Regions from separate parts of the Sus scrofa genome. Here all the other regions are linked to region 3. Evidence: chromatin contacts called from public Hi-C, HiChIP or PLAC-seq and promoter capture Hi-C data. All regions are on one chromosome and are shown on one strand. The core of a region is the stretch at or near the end of the contact, and the rest is flanking DNA. Distances in the headings are between cores, read along the strand shown. Region 1 overlaps LOC106504515 (a long non-coding RNA gene). Region 2 has its middle 17 kb from the start of MIR9860. Region 3 has its middle 68 kb from the start of LRRC74A. Region 4 holds the start of IRF2BPL (interferon regulatory factor 2-binding protein-like).

Region 1 (2,905 bases), core at 202-2,701, 130 kb before region 3:
AAAAGATCTGGCATTGCTGTGAGCTGTGGTGTTGGTCCCAGACTTGGCTTAGATCTGACATTGCCTTGGCTGTGGTGTAGGCCTGCAGCTACAGCTTGTATTTGACCCGTAGCCTGGGAACCTCCATATGCGCAGGTGTGGCCCTAAAAAGAAAGAGAAAAAAGGGGTACACACATGTGTTCTTGTAGCAATCACTCCTGTTGCCTGGACATGGCATTGTCTCCTGGGACCACTCTGTACCACTAACTTGCTGGTATGAGGGCAGGATGGAGCAGTGGGCAACAGATGGTCTTCTCCCCGAATGGCGGCCCCTTGCTGCCTGGGTCCCAAGGCAGAACCACTTGTATCTTTAGTCGCTTCTTACATGATGACTCCTCTCTCCATTTATCATCCTAATCTGTCCCTCCCGGGGGCTGGAAATGAGTCTCCCAGGCAAGTTGGGGGTGGCAGCTCACAACCCTCCATGCCTCTCCTGAATTCCTTCAGCTCGCCCTTAGAAAATTATGCTCTCCCCACAGAATTTGGCACCCAAACAAAACAAACTGAAGAAAACTCAAAACCCTTCTGCTTCAATAAAAAATAACAAAAATGTGCCAATGGAGGCAAATAGATACTAATACTTGGGTGGGGGGGTAGTTGGTGGTGTTCTGTCAACTCCATCCCATGGTTCAGAAAACCCAAGTATACTGAGGGTTTCTTGTATAACTTGAAAATGAGGTGAAGACTACCCACCCCCTTCTTAAAAGCACCCCCTGCTTCCATAAGGGATACGATGCATGAACCAGGCTATCTCGTGGGCAATCTGTGAGAACATCATTGAGCAGAAAGTGTCTGCAATGTTTGCGGTCAAATGGGGTTCTGGCTCTACCAGAATTTTCATTGTAGACTGGAAACATCCTTAGCACAAAAACAAACCCCAAAACAAACAAACAGAAAACAACGAACACAAAACAAGCTAGATCCAGATCATGCAAAAGACCAAGATAGAAATGCGATTTCCCTGAAAGTAGACTTCATGGTATGGTGGACAGATCCCAGGATGTGGCATTAAAGATCTCAGTCAAATAAATCCAGGCTTTGTGACAACCCAGGGTCTCCTGATTAAGTCCCTTTACCTCTCAGAGCTGCTCTTTTCATTGCTAAAACGGAGTGCTGCTAACATCTGCCTTCCTTTTCAGGGTGGTGAGGATGGAACAAGTGAAAACAGGCAAAAGTGCTTTACAAACTGTCAAGGGTCAGTTATTCTCTAAGGGCAAGCTGGAGGAATTCGCAGCAGCTGTCACATCTATGTGGCTTTTACTAGCTGACTAGTAAGACTAGTGGGGTGGGGTCTTTCCAGGGATGGCTCTGCACCCACACATGGTGTGTCTTCAGCACAGCCTGCAACTGACCGAACACATGTTGATACATAACTTTGTCTGAAGGCCAGTGGAAAACAACCCAGCCTGGTGAGGCCAGTCCTCTAGGGCCAGAGACAAGGGGACTGCCTGTGCCTAGTGACTGTGTGTGCTCACTGACGTCAGGCAGCCGATCCTTCTGAACCATTTTTCATCCCACAATCATTGCTATGTTTTCCCCAACAATGTCAATCTTCATGCCAAGAGCATCAGTGATTGATGCAGCATATCTTAAAAGAGTATTTCTCTATTATCTTTGGGATTATTTTTCCAAGTGAGGGACACCCAGGTTTTGCTGCTGGCACTTTCCTGATCTTGCCAGAAGGATCCTGCAGAGGCAGGAAGTGACTAACCCTGGTACCAGGAAAAGCAGAGCCCCTGCCCCTGCCTGGAGTTCATTCAATGTTGGCACAAAGATTTATTATGATAAGAAAGGAATGCTGTATTGCATCATGTCCTTGGAAAGTCCAGCCTGTGTCACTAAATGGTCATGACTTTGGCATTAACAAAGGTTTTGAGGCATGACCGACCTCCATCAAAGATCCAACCCCAGCAGCAAAGGCTTTCTAAGTCTGGGTGTCCCCCACCTACCTTCCAAATTTTGTCTAGATTCATGAACATAAGTGAAGCTTTGGATATTGGACGATGATTGCAGTTACAGTAATAGATAGATTAGTGCTTTTTTTCTTTTTTTTCCTGAAAGATTAGCCTTAAATTTTAGTTTATTTTTTGGCCACACTGTGCAGTGGCTTGACGTGGGATCTCAGTTCCCAGACCAGAGGTTGAACCGGGCAGCAGTGAAAGCAATGCATTCTAACCACTAGACCACCAGGGAACTCCCAGACTTAAATTGATTTTGATATAAAGGTTCTGCTGACTCAAGATCTTGTCCCATTATCTGCCATTTCCCACTTGGAACTTGTCCCTTTTGCTATTTCTGTATAATGTGACCCTGCATACCTTGTGGGCTGTGGCTCACCAGTCACTGGCTCCTTTGCTGGCCCTTGGGTGGTCTTGCAGCAGCCCCCAAGGGGAAAGTTTCAATCCTGGGGAGGGGGAGGGGGAGAGGAGGGTGAGGGAGGGTCCAGTAGGCCTGCAATTTCCCCCAGCTGGCTGCACTCTAGCGCCCCTCCTCACAGCGCTGCCTCCAAGCTATTCTAAGAGCCCAGCCGCCTGGGAGCACTCTGGGTGGAGCTGAGTAAGGGCACAGCAGACAGGACCTCCCAAGTCCCAGGCACATTTGCTGGAGGGCACCACGCTGCCCTAGGACTTGGGCAGAGGCTAGCGCTCTGCTACTGGGAAAACCAGACTCTTGGGTGGTGGGACCTGCCCGAGGTCTGGAAATCAACTCACTTTACACTTTCAAGTGGTGAAAGAGACTGGCTTTTACAGTCTAAGCGTATTCTAAATTCAAAACCCCAGGATTCTGTTACCACTGTTACTTGTTTAAAAAAAATCCCTTTTTCGGAGTTCCCTAGTGGTCTACTGGTTAAGGATTCAGCCTTGCC
Region 2 (2,783 bases), core at 212-2,711, 100 kb before region 3:
AAAAATTCATTGAGAATCTGGGGAGCCTGGCATGCCCCAGGAGGGTGACACGGTCCCTTCCGAATAAAGCAGAGCCACAGCCCAGGTTCAGAGGGATGAGGTTTCCCTTGAGAAGACACAGCTGTTGGTGGTGACTTCCAACTCCCCCCAGATGACAGAGGCCTTGGGATCCAGACCCGGGGTCTCTACCTTCTGGAATGGGGGGAAGGAGTAGAGGAGCCTGACATGTTACAGATGAGGAAACTGAAGCTCAGAGGCATTATATGGCCTATCCAAGGTCACCGCACACACTCCAAGTCCCAGATGCAAGGAACTTTGCTCACTGCTGAATCCGACACAGGCGGTTGGTTCTGGGGTGGTCTCTGAGCTTGAACTGATGCCTGGTTGACTCTAAATCTAATTGGCTCCAAAAAGCTAGCTTACCTTTCCACTCATTTTGTCTGTCGCTCACTGTCAGTCCTCCCTCCAAAAACCTGGCGCATTGCCAGGTGGGTGACACCTTATGGGTACTCTGGAATACTGGGTTCCAACCACCAGGCAGCAGCGGGTCGTGCTAACAACCACCCCCTTCATCGCCTGAGCGGGCAGGCCTGCATCTTTGCTCACGGCCAGCAGGGGGCGCACACACATTGTTTCTAGTGGGCTTCTCACCAACTTCCCCAGTCCCCCTCCTGTAGTTGAGCGTGGGTTGCACATACAGGGGCACTACTCCAACCAGCCCATTTAATGTCAGGAGCCTTTACACTGTGTAGTTTTCCCTAACAGGCAGCCCCCTCGGCAACGAATAGGATCTAATATTTACTAAGTGGTTCCTATACCAGACACCAGGCCAGGCACTTGACAAGCATGATCTCATTTCACCATCTAAGATACTGAAATGATCACTTTTACAAATAAGAGTACCAAGTGTCTACTTTTACCTCATTTAAGAAGCTGGAAGGAGTTCCCCTCGTGGCTCAGCGGAAACGAATCTGACCAGCATCCATGAGGACGTAGGTTCGATTCCTGGCCTCACTCAGTGGGTTAAGGATCTGGTGTTGCCGTGAGCTGTGGTGTAGGTCGCAGACACTGTGGTGTAGGCTGGCAGCTGCAGCTCTGATTCAAGCCCTAGCCTGAGAACCTCCATATGCCACTGGTGCGGCCCTAAAAAAAGGGGGGGGGGAGGGAATACTGAGGTTTGGGGCTAAGTGGCATATCACCCCTACCCTCCAGACCTCCCCTTTCTGCTCCCAGGTGGTGGGCATGGGAGAGGGCACTGAATGAGGCCTGGGCCTCCAGAGAGGGCTGGGTTGGAAAGGACCCTTCCCAGAAGAGGAATAGTTCCTGCCCTAGTTCTGCCTCGGCTCCTGCCTCCTCCTTGTGTTTTGTCACTGTTCCCCAAAGCTCTGGGCGGGCCCCTTGAGCAGGCCTGCCAGCTCCATGCTGCTCTGATGGGGCACCCCAGGACACTTCCTCTTGGTATCAATTCCAGCCACCTGGCACACACCAGGGAGTGTCCTAGGTGGTGACGTTGGTAGTGGTGGTGGGTAAGGGAGAGCCAACCTCTTGGGAGGAGACAAGGGGTCAGGACATGTCACAGTGGGACCAGCTAGCCCACCCCATCTGCCATTTTACATGCAAGGAAGCAAACCCAGACGGGGGAGGCCTCTGACCCAAGGTCACCTCGCTTGTAGTGGCAGAGCCAGGGTGGGCAGATCTCTGAGCTGCCAGGCTTTCTTCAGGCATTAACTGATCATGTTCTCCAGGGCCTGGAATTGCCTCTTTCCCACACATCCCCTCCATGCTCCGTGTCAAACCCTGCCCGTCCTGACCTAGGATGCATCCAGTCTCCTGACCCTCTGTGGTGAAGGCTTCTCTCCCTGCAGTGGAATCATCGCTCTTTAACTGGCCCGGAGCCCATGCACTCTGTTCCAGGTTGACTTGCCTCTTCTTCCCAGCAGATCTTTGAGACAAGTGCCAAGGGGTAGGGCAGTACAATGGAGAGGGCACTGGGCCAGGCGCGCAGACACCTGAATTTGAACTTGGCAGAACCACTAACTTGCAGGGTGTCTCAGGAAGGTCACTCTACTTCCTCGGGCCTCCGTTTCCCCTCTGGTCTTGATCAGGGCTTCTCAGACTCTGTCTGTGGAGTTGGCCTCTGGCCGGAGTGGACCAGGCCCTGCACTGAACTCAATGGTAGCAATCTCGCTTTTTTTCTTTCTTAAATACATGGGTTTTTGTGAAGGGGAGTGGGAGAAGTTTCTGAGGCTGAGAGAAGTTTGAAAACCAGAGTTCCTATTGTGGCTCAGTGGGTTACAAGACTGACTAGCATCCATGAGGATGCAGGTTTGATCCCTGGCTTGCTCAGGGGGTTAAGGATCCGGCGTTGCTGTGAGCTGTGGTGTAGGTCACAGACTCGGCTGGTATCCGGTGTTGCTGTGGCTGTGGTGTAGGCTGGCGGCTGCAGCTCCTACTCGACCCTTAGCCTGGGAACTTCTAGATGCCACAGGTGTGGTCCTAAAAAAAAAAAGTTCAAAAATCATTTTGAGGTCCTTTCTACTCTTATTTTGCTGTTCTTTGTCTCTCTTTCATCCCTCAGCCGCTAGCAGGAATATAGCATCTTGCATAGAAAAATCTAAGGAAGTATTTGGTGGGTGGAATTGAAGGTCAGGGCTGGGAAGCTGGGCTGTGCTGAACCTGGCTGGGCAGGGGAGGGGCCAAGCAGGAAGCACAGGCCAGAAGACAGGTGGAGGGAAAGGGGCCTGGAACCAGCTTCCAAGGGGAAGAGAGCCTTTGCAAAGGGG
Region 3 (3,096 bases), core at 405-2,904:
GATGCAGCCGCTCTGGTAGCCTGGTTTCCATGGCAATGGCCCTCCCTTAGATTTCCATGGGGGCGATGAGGAAGGATGACAAGGAGGGTGTGTGTGCGCCTGGGTGTGTCCATTTTCAGCTCCAGGTGAGGGGGCCTCAGGGAGTGGGACCCCCTCCTCCTAGGGTGGGGTTGATCTTTCCTCCCAGCTCATCGCTAGCCAGCTCAGGGGCATCCTGGTGGAAGGGAAGGTTACCTGACAAATAGAGAGACACTGGAGTGAAGAAAGATGCCCCAGAAGGAAAACTGCAGTGGGGGGGTGGGTAGAATGGGCATCAGCAGAGCCATCAAAGGAGGAAGACCTGGTGGGGGTGGGGTGGAGGGAGCCAGGGCAGCAGAGAGGGCACAGTGACGGATCCAGAGCCTTCGAGGGGGAGACCCGGAAGGGGTGGGCCCCTCCTTCCTGCGATCCACACCCCCTTCGGGGGTCTCCCGCTGCGCTTCCCCAGCCGAGAGAAGGCCCCTCTGCTCCTCCAACATGATCTGTAATTTCCGGCAGACATTTGAGGTCCCTGACATCTGCATAATGTGGGCCAGTCTCTTAGCAACGGGGAACAGCTGTCTGGCATTTCCAAGATTAAACTGTAACTATACACGGTCCTTGCCAGGGGAGGGGGAGGGAGAAGGGGATAAACACTGCCTCCTGGCATTTTCAAACTCATTTAGCTTTTATTCATTTCCTGCCTCCAGTAAAGAGGCCAGGGATTCAGGCTGGGCCAGGCTGTTCCTGCCCCTGCTTCCACCGCCGCTGCTGAGGTTGCAGATGGCTTTTCACCCAGATCTGATTTGCTTGGGAGGGGAGAGGGAGCAGGGACAGCACCAGGCTTTTTTGTTTTTATTGTATTTAGTTTTTGTAGGTGCAGTGATCCTGGCACACGCAGGGTAGGTGAAGCCTGGGAAGAAAGAAAGGCTGTGTGGTCTGTCCGTTAAAGCCCCCGAGGCGGCTCCAGCCGGGTTTCATTCCATCCAGCTCCATTGCTAATAGCTGCGTGACCTTGGGCCAAATCCCTTTACCTGTCTACACCTCCATCTCCCCATCTGTAAACGGAGATAATTCTACCACTCCAAGGGCTGCTGGGTAGATAAAATGAACACGCACTCAGGCAATAGAGCCGTGATTAATCTTGGTGCTTCTCTTCCTCTGCTCACCCTCCGCCCGCCCTTCATCTGTGTTCGCAACCTCGGGCTCTGCTAGGGGCAGAGGGAGATACCGTGGAGCCACCACTTGAACTCGTGTTCCCTGGAGCCCCAGGCAATGACACTTTAGCCCCCTCAGGACTTAAGCCCAACTCAGCAGTCCCCAGTAGGGCCCTTGGCAGCCAGACAGGAGGCATCCTCAACCCCCAGCCTCCTTGGGCCCCGGCAGCTCCTGGTCCCAACCTCTCCACCGCCGGTTCCTGCCATCTGGCTGCAGTTCTTGAACTCGAGAGTGCGGTGTTTTGGTTTTGCAGCAAGAAGGAAAAATAAAAGGGCGGGTGTGGGGCGGGACAGAATGGGCGAGGAGAGGAGAGGGAGGAGGAGGGAAAAACCCTTGAGCGGCCTGTGCTGGCCAGTTCCAGGAATGTGTGCTGGGACATCGGTGCCAAAGCAGTGACCCAGGCGAGGCGGCCAGGCCGGGGGAGGGGGAGGCCGGCTCCGGGGTGAGAGCTCTCCGCCTCCCACGGCCGCCTCTGCTGACTCATCGCAGCTCCAGTTGGCAGGAGCCTTTTCTGGGGATGGCTGTTGCTAAGATTCCTCGGAGATGACTGATTGCTTCTCCTTGAGCTTGGTGAAAACATGTTTGGGGACTGCACGCAAACACATGTACCCACTCCTGTGAATACCTGCACAGGTGGGTTTTGTGCCTAAATGTGTGTCTGCACACAGAGCACCGAACACGTGTGCACTGCTCCCCTGGCCTTCGTAACCCTTCGGTACCCACACTGCACACATGTGTGGACCAGCCCCCCCCCCCCCCCCCCGCCCACACACACACCAGGAGGGCGGAGACACGCCAGGTTTTCTCGGCCAGTAACTCAGGCCGTGGGGAAACCGCCAGTGTCTGGGCCTGCTTTAATCTCAAGGAGTTTTCAGGTTGCCTTGAAACATTCTTGGCCTCTGTCCCTCCACCCCCCTCCGTTTCTCCGCTGCCTTCATTCTGCTGGAATGATCTAATCTTCCCTTCTTCCTCCGCCTGCCAGGTTTTTGATGTCTGCTGTTCCAGGCACTCAGCTGGGAGCTGGAATGCTCTAAGCTGGATTCCGGGCCTGGACCTGATGCCCCAGGGGGCTCCTGGGGTGGGGGTGGGGGCTCAGAGGTTCTATTTCCCTTGGAGAGAGGGGACCACAGTGAGGACTCATGGATGGAAAGCTCTGGGCCTTTCTCTGGGCTCCGCTGCCGACAGGAATCTGGGAAACATTTGTTCCCGCTCTGTGCCAGGCCCAGAGCCTTGGCTAGGGTGGCCCAAGGGCTCAGGGCTCAGCGTGCAGCCCTGGACGCCTGGCCTCTGGTTGTCAGCCCTGTGCGTGAGCTTGGTCACACTGGGCTCTTGCTGCCTTGGTTTCCCCACCCGCTGGGCTGAAATTGGACTCCTTGCTGAGGCTGCCAGGGTTTTACTGCTACAGGGCTTGGCAGGCGCTTGGGCACCAGGCAAGGTTGTTTGTCACGGGTTCTCGCGGGGGCGGAGGGGCAGACGGCCCTGTGCCAGCACAGAGCCCACGTGCTTCCTCTCGCCAGCCCTGCCAGGCTCTCAAGTATGGCTTCTTTACAGGGACCCACCCAGGGGGCCAGATCCCACGAGCAAGAGCTCTCTGCCATGATTCAGCGGCGGTTGCTAAGGAAGGCCGGGTACCCTGCCTCGAGGGATGAGCGGTGGCCAGCCCGGATTAGCAGGCTCGGCGAGGCGCCCACCAGCCACAAGAAAAATATTCGTCTGGGCTCAGGGTCCTTAGACCTAAAATGCAGACAAGGCCGGCTCCACGGTTCCTGATGGTTTTGACATGCAACGATGCAGGGCAGGGGTGGAAATTAAGAGAGTAGAGCAAATGACAAAAATTAAAATGAGCTGAACAAAGAGACC
Region 4 (3,134 bases), core at 313-2,812, 82 kb before region 3:
CAGAATGAGTGGGAGATTGGGGTGCTGAGAAGGGCTGGACTGGGGGAACAGGTTCTGAAGGTCAAGTAGCAAAATAAAAATAAATACTCCTTGTTGCTTCAACTGAACTTTATTATAATTAGTAGTAATAGCAGTGACAAGAGCTGGGATCCCTACATTCTGTGCAATTTACAAAGTACTTCCACATGTTAATCTGTCATAGTACCAATATTAATATCAATACTAATAATAACCAACCCTTTCTGATGACTTCCTGTGAACCTGACTCTGTGCTACAGTCTGGGCAGTGGCAGATCCACCACTTCTGTATGTGGAAGAATTCAGTGGCACAATCTATTTGGAAGGGGAGGATGGGGGGGGTTAATTATGAAGATGTATTTGCACAGAACTTTACATGAGATTGTATGCAACAAATGGGGGGGGGGCATGATGGACATTTTGAGCACTCCCAAACCATCTCTGAGAACCTAAGCTTGTCAAAGCCACCTTTCAAAGCAGATTTTTCTGGATTCGGATCCCAGTTCTGTCTCTAATGGCTGTGTGACCTTGGGCAACTTATTTAACCTCTCTACTTTCGGAACTTGTAAAACAGAGTTAATAATAGAATCTACCTTGCAGATAATACTGAGAATGTAATGATGATGCAACTAAACCACCTAACAGTATCTGGCTTCCAACAAGTCTCAGTGAGTTGCCTCCCATCAGGACAAGAAACAAAATGAAATCTTAAAACAGTTCTAATAAGCTGGGAGCTCTGATCCCATTTTACAGATGGAAAACAGATGTTATTATCTTAGGGTAAGTAACTAACTCAAGGTCACAAAGCCAGTAAGTGATAGAGAGGAAATTCCAACCTAGTGTGCCAGGCTCCGGAACCTGAAATTCCATTATATTGTCTGCCCCCACTCCAGCCTTGTCCAGGATTGTCTCAATTTTCATGGTGGGGGGAAAGCAGACCCAATACTTAGAAAAATCAATTGAAATGCCCCAACTAGCCCTATGACCAACACATCTGGTCTGCAATCAACAATAATGATGAGAAGTGATGGGGGCCTTGCTCAGCCTTCTGGAGCACTATGGAATGAAATCACAGCACATGAGAAGGAACTTTGAAAACTGCGGCTGTTTTACAAAGAGATATCAATACTATTAAATGTTGAGCCCACCTTTTTTTTTTTTTTTTTAAATCAAACCCGGAAAAACCACTCACCTGTTTGGTCTCTCCAGCACCTCCCCCTCCCTGCCCCCAGCTGCAGCTGTGTGCAGCCAGTGGACTGTTTTCCTTAAAGGCCTCCGGGTGCTCATAGCTTCTTTAGACATTCAGCCAAAATTTTTAGAGTGCGGCTTGGGGGAGGGGTATCTCCCCCTGAATTCATTTAGCTCCGTTGTTGAAGCGCAGGTTCCTAGACCAGGGCACAAAAACAAAGCGAAAAGGCAATTTTTGGAAGACTGGAACACAGCTAATTTTACAGGTGCTTCGGCATCAGTGGTAGCAAAGATGTGACCTCCACAGGGGGGGCGGGGGGAAAGGTTTGATTGCCGATGAAATGGATAATACCTACGTGGAATTCAAGGCGAAAATCTTGAAACAGGACATTTAAATCCGCTGCCAGGGGTGGGGTGGGGAGCGGGATCGGAAACGACGCTTGTGGTTTTTAAATGCGTTTTTACTTGGGAAAGCCGGGCGGGGAAAGGAAAGGTCATCGTCTGTTTAATTTCCACCCCCAGCCCTGGACTTCCAGCCTTAGCTCGCGGGGCCTCAGCTGTTGTACACACACGGCGAGGGGGGAGGGGAGGGCGGAGGCGCGGAGGAGGGGCCGACTGGGAGGAATCTGGGCTCTCTGCCGCGCATGCGCCTTTCCCGAGCAACAAGTGGGCTCCACAGAGGAAGTGTAAAGGGGAGGGGGGGAGAACTGGTGCAGAGCATGGCGGTGACGTCAGCGCTCCGCCCGGGCGGCATCCCGCGCGGCCAAGCCCGGGACAGCGCGAGCCGCAGCGCGAGCGGGAGCGCCGAGACGCGCCTCCGGAACGTAGAGTAACAATCACAACCCCACATTCCGGGCGAGTGTGAGCGGGAAGGGATGCGACCCGGGCCGAGGCGCCGCGCGAGCGCCCTGCAGCCAACGTGAGCGCCGCCAGCCGCGGCGGCCCGGGCGCCCGCCAGGCCTGGGGGCGGCGGGAGCCTGCGTGCGTGCACTCCTCTACTCTGCTCGCGTGCATCCTGGAAGCAGTGGCCGCGGCGGCTCCCTCCGGCCGTGCAAACCCAGCCGCCGCCAGCGGAACGGCCGACGCTGCGGAGGGGAGAAGCTCCTCTCTCGGCTGCCAACCCCTCCCCCGGCCCTCCCGGGAAGCAGCGACTTCAGCAAGATTGGACCCGGGCACCGGGTGGCACTGAACCCTCTATAGCCTTCGCCCCAGGGAGCCTGGCGGGGAGAGGACGCAGGTCGTAGGGCGCCCCCCCTCCAAGAGGAGAGGAAGAGACAGCCCCTTTCGAGCTTCCACGCACCAGCCACTCCGGGGAGGGGGCCAAGAACCCACAGCGGCCAGCACCCGGCACCCTCGCCCCCTCCCCCCGGGCCCGGAGCTTCCAGTCCAGGTCCGCGACACCAGGAAGAAGGCGCCTGAGCTACCCTCCCGACGAGACAGCCGCAGTAGGAGGTGGGGGCGAGGAGCGGGCTGGACTCGTCCGCCGCCCAGGCGCTGGAGCCCCCGCGGAGAGGCGCTGCGCCGGCGGTGGAGACTCGCGCTCCCTCCAGCCCCTGGGGCAGAACTTTCTCGCCCCCCCTCCCTCCCCCGCAGCCAGACTCCCTCCCCAGCCGGCCAGCCCTCCGGGAGGAGAAGGCGCCGCGGAGACAGCCCGGGCGGGGGCCTACCTTCCCCAGGGCCGGCATCATGTCGGCGGCGCAGGTGTCCTCGTCCCGGAGACAATCTTGCTACCTGTGCGACCTGCCCCGCATGCCCTGGGCCATGATCTGGGACTTCTCGGAACCCGTATGCCGCGGTTGCGTCAACTACGAGGGCGCGGATCGCATCGAGTTTGTGATCGAGACCGCGCGCCAGCTGAAGCGGGCGCACGGCTGCTTCCAGGACGGCCGCTCCCCCGGGCCGCCGCCGCCCGTCGGGGTCAAGACGGT

What was found. Promoter capture Hi-C pulls out the DNA fragments that hold promoters and counts their contacts. Hi-C and Micro-C count contacts between places; a contact is called where the count stands out from the background. HiChIP or PLAC-seq counts read pairs in DNA pulled down with a chosen protein or histone mark.
Region 1: a contact with region 3 is called in a promoter capture Hi-C map of liver, with 6 times the contacts expected there. The contact joins two enhancer-like sites. A contact is called at or near these places in 5 of 5 promoter capture datasets (fetal liver, fetal skeletal muscle, liver and 1 more), 16 of 47 Hi-C or Micro-C datasets (blood, embryonic fibroblasts, epiblast stem cells and 10 more) and 2 of 2 datasets of contacts at active chromatin or transcription factors (alveolar macrophages and skeletal muscle).
Region 2: a contact with region 3 is called in a Hi-C map of omental adipose tissue, with 4 times the contacts expected there. The contact joins two enhancer-like sites. A contact is called at or near these places in 1 of 5 promoter capture datasets (fetal liver), 26 of 47 Hi-C or Micro-C datasets (adipose tissue, alveolar macrophages, blood and 14 more) and 2 of 2 datasets of contacts at active chromatin or transcription factors (alveolar macrophages and skeletal muscle).
Region 4: an H3K27ac HiChIP or PLAC-seq map of skeletal muscle shows a contact between it and region 3. The contact joins the promoter of IRF2BPL here to the enhancer-like site in region 3. A contact is called at or near these places in 2 of 5 promoter capture datasets (fetal skeletal muscle and liver), 12 of 47 Hi-C or Micro-C datasets (embryonic fibroblasts, epiblast stem cells, fetal skeletal muscle and 6 more) and 2 of 2 datasets of contacts at active chromatin or transcription factors (alveolar macrophages and skeletal muscle).

What each region holds. Positions count from the first base shown.
Region 1 is chr7:100,167,932-100,170,836 of Sscrofa11.1, reverse strand. LOC106504515 (a long non-coding RNA gene) reads right to left here. Exons shown (of 4, transcript XR_001298064.2): 3 at 2,358-2,443. Among named protein-coding and RNA genes, the nearest start is that of CIPC, 11 kb to the left of the region's middle. Within about 2 kb of position 1,451, at least 22 of the 83 cell types and tissues checked have an H3K27ac peak or open chromatin away from gene starts, as enhancers often do. A contact at or near this core is called in liver, omental adipose tissue and retroperitoneal adipose tissue, where this site is marked.
Region 2 is chr7:100,141,944-100,144,726 of Sscrofa11.1, reverse strand. No RefSeq gene overlaps it. Among named protein-coding and RNA genes, the nearest start is that of MIR9860, 17 kb to the right of the region's middle. Within about 2 kb of position 1,461, at least 14 of the 83 cell types and tissues checked have an H3K27ac peak or open chromatin away from gene starts, as enhancers often do. A contact at or near this core is called in adipose tissue, alveolar macrophages, embryonic fibroblasts and 4 more, where this site is marked.
Region 3 is chr7:100,040,764-100,043,859 of Sscrofa11.1, reverse strand. No RefSeq gene overlaps it. Among named protein-coding and RNA genes, the nearest start is that of LRRC74A, 68 kb to the right of the region's middle. Within about 2 kb of position 1,654, at least 66 of the 83 cell types and tissues checked have an H3K27ac peak or open chromatin away from gene starts, as enhancers often do. A contact at or near this core is called in adipose tissue, alveolar macrophages, embryonic fibroblasts and 9 more, where this site is marked.
Region 4 is chr7:100,122,248-100,125,381 of Sscrofa11.1, reverse strand. IRF2BPL (interferon regulatory factor 2-binding protein-like) reads left to right here and starts at 1,562. Exons shown (of 2, transcript XM_001928316.6): 1 at 1,562-3,134. The coding sequence starts at 2,893.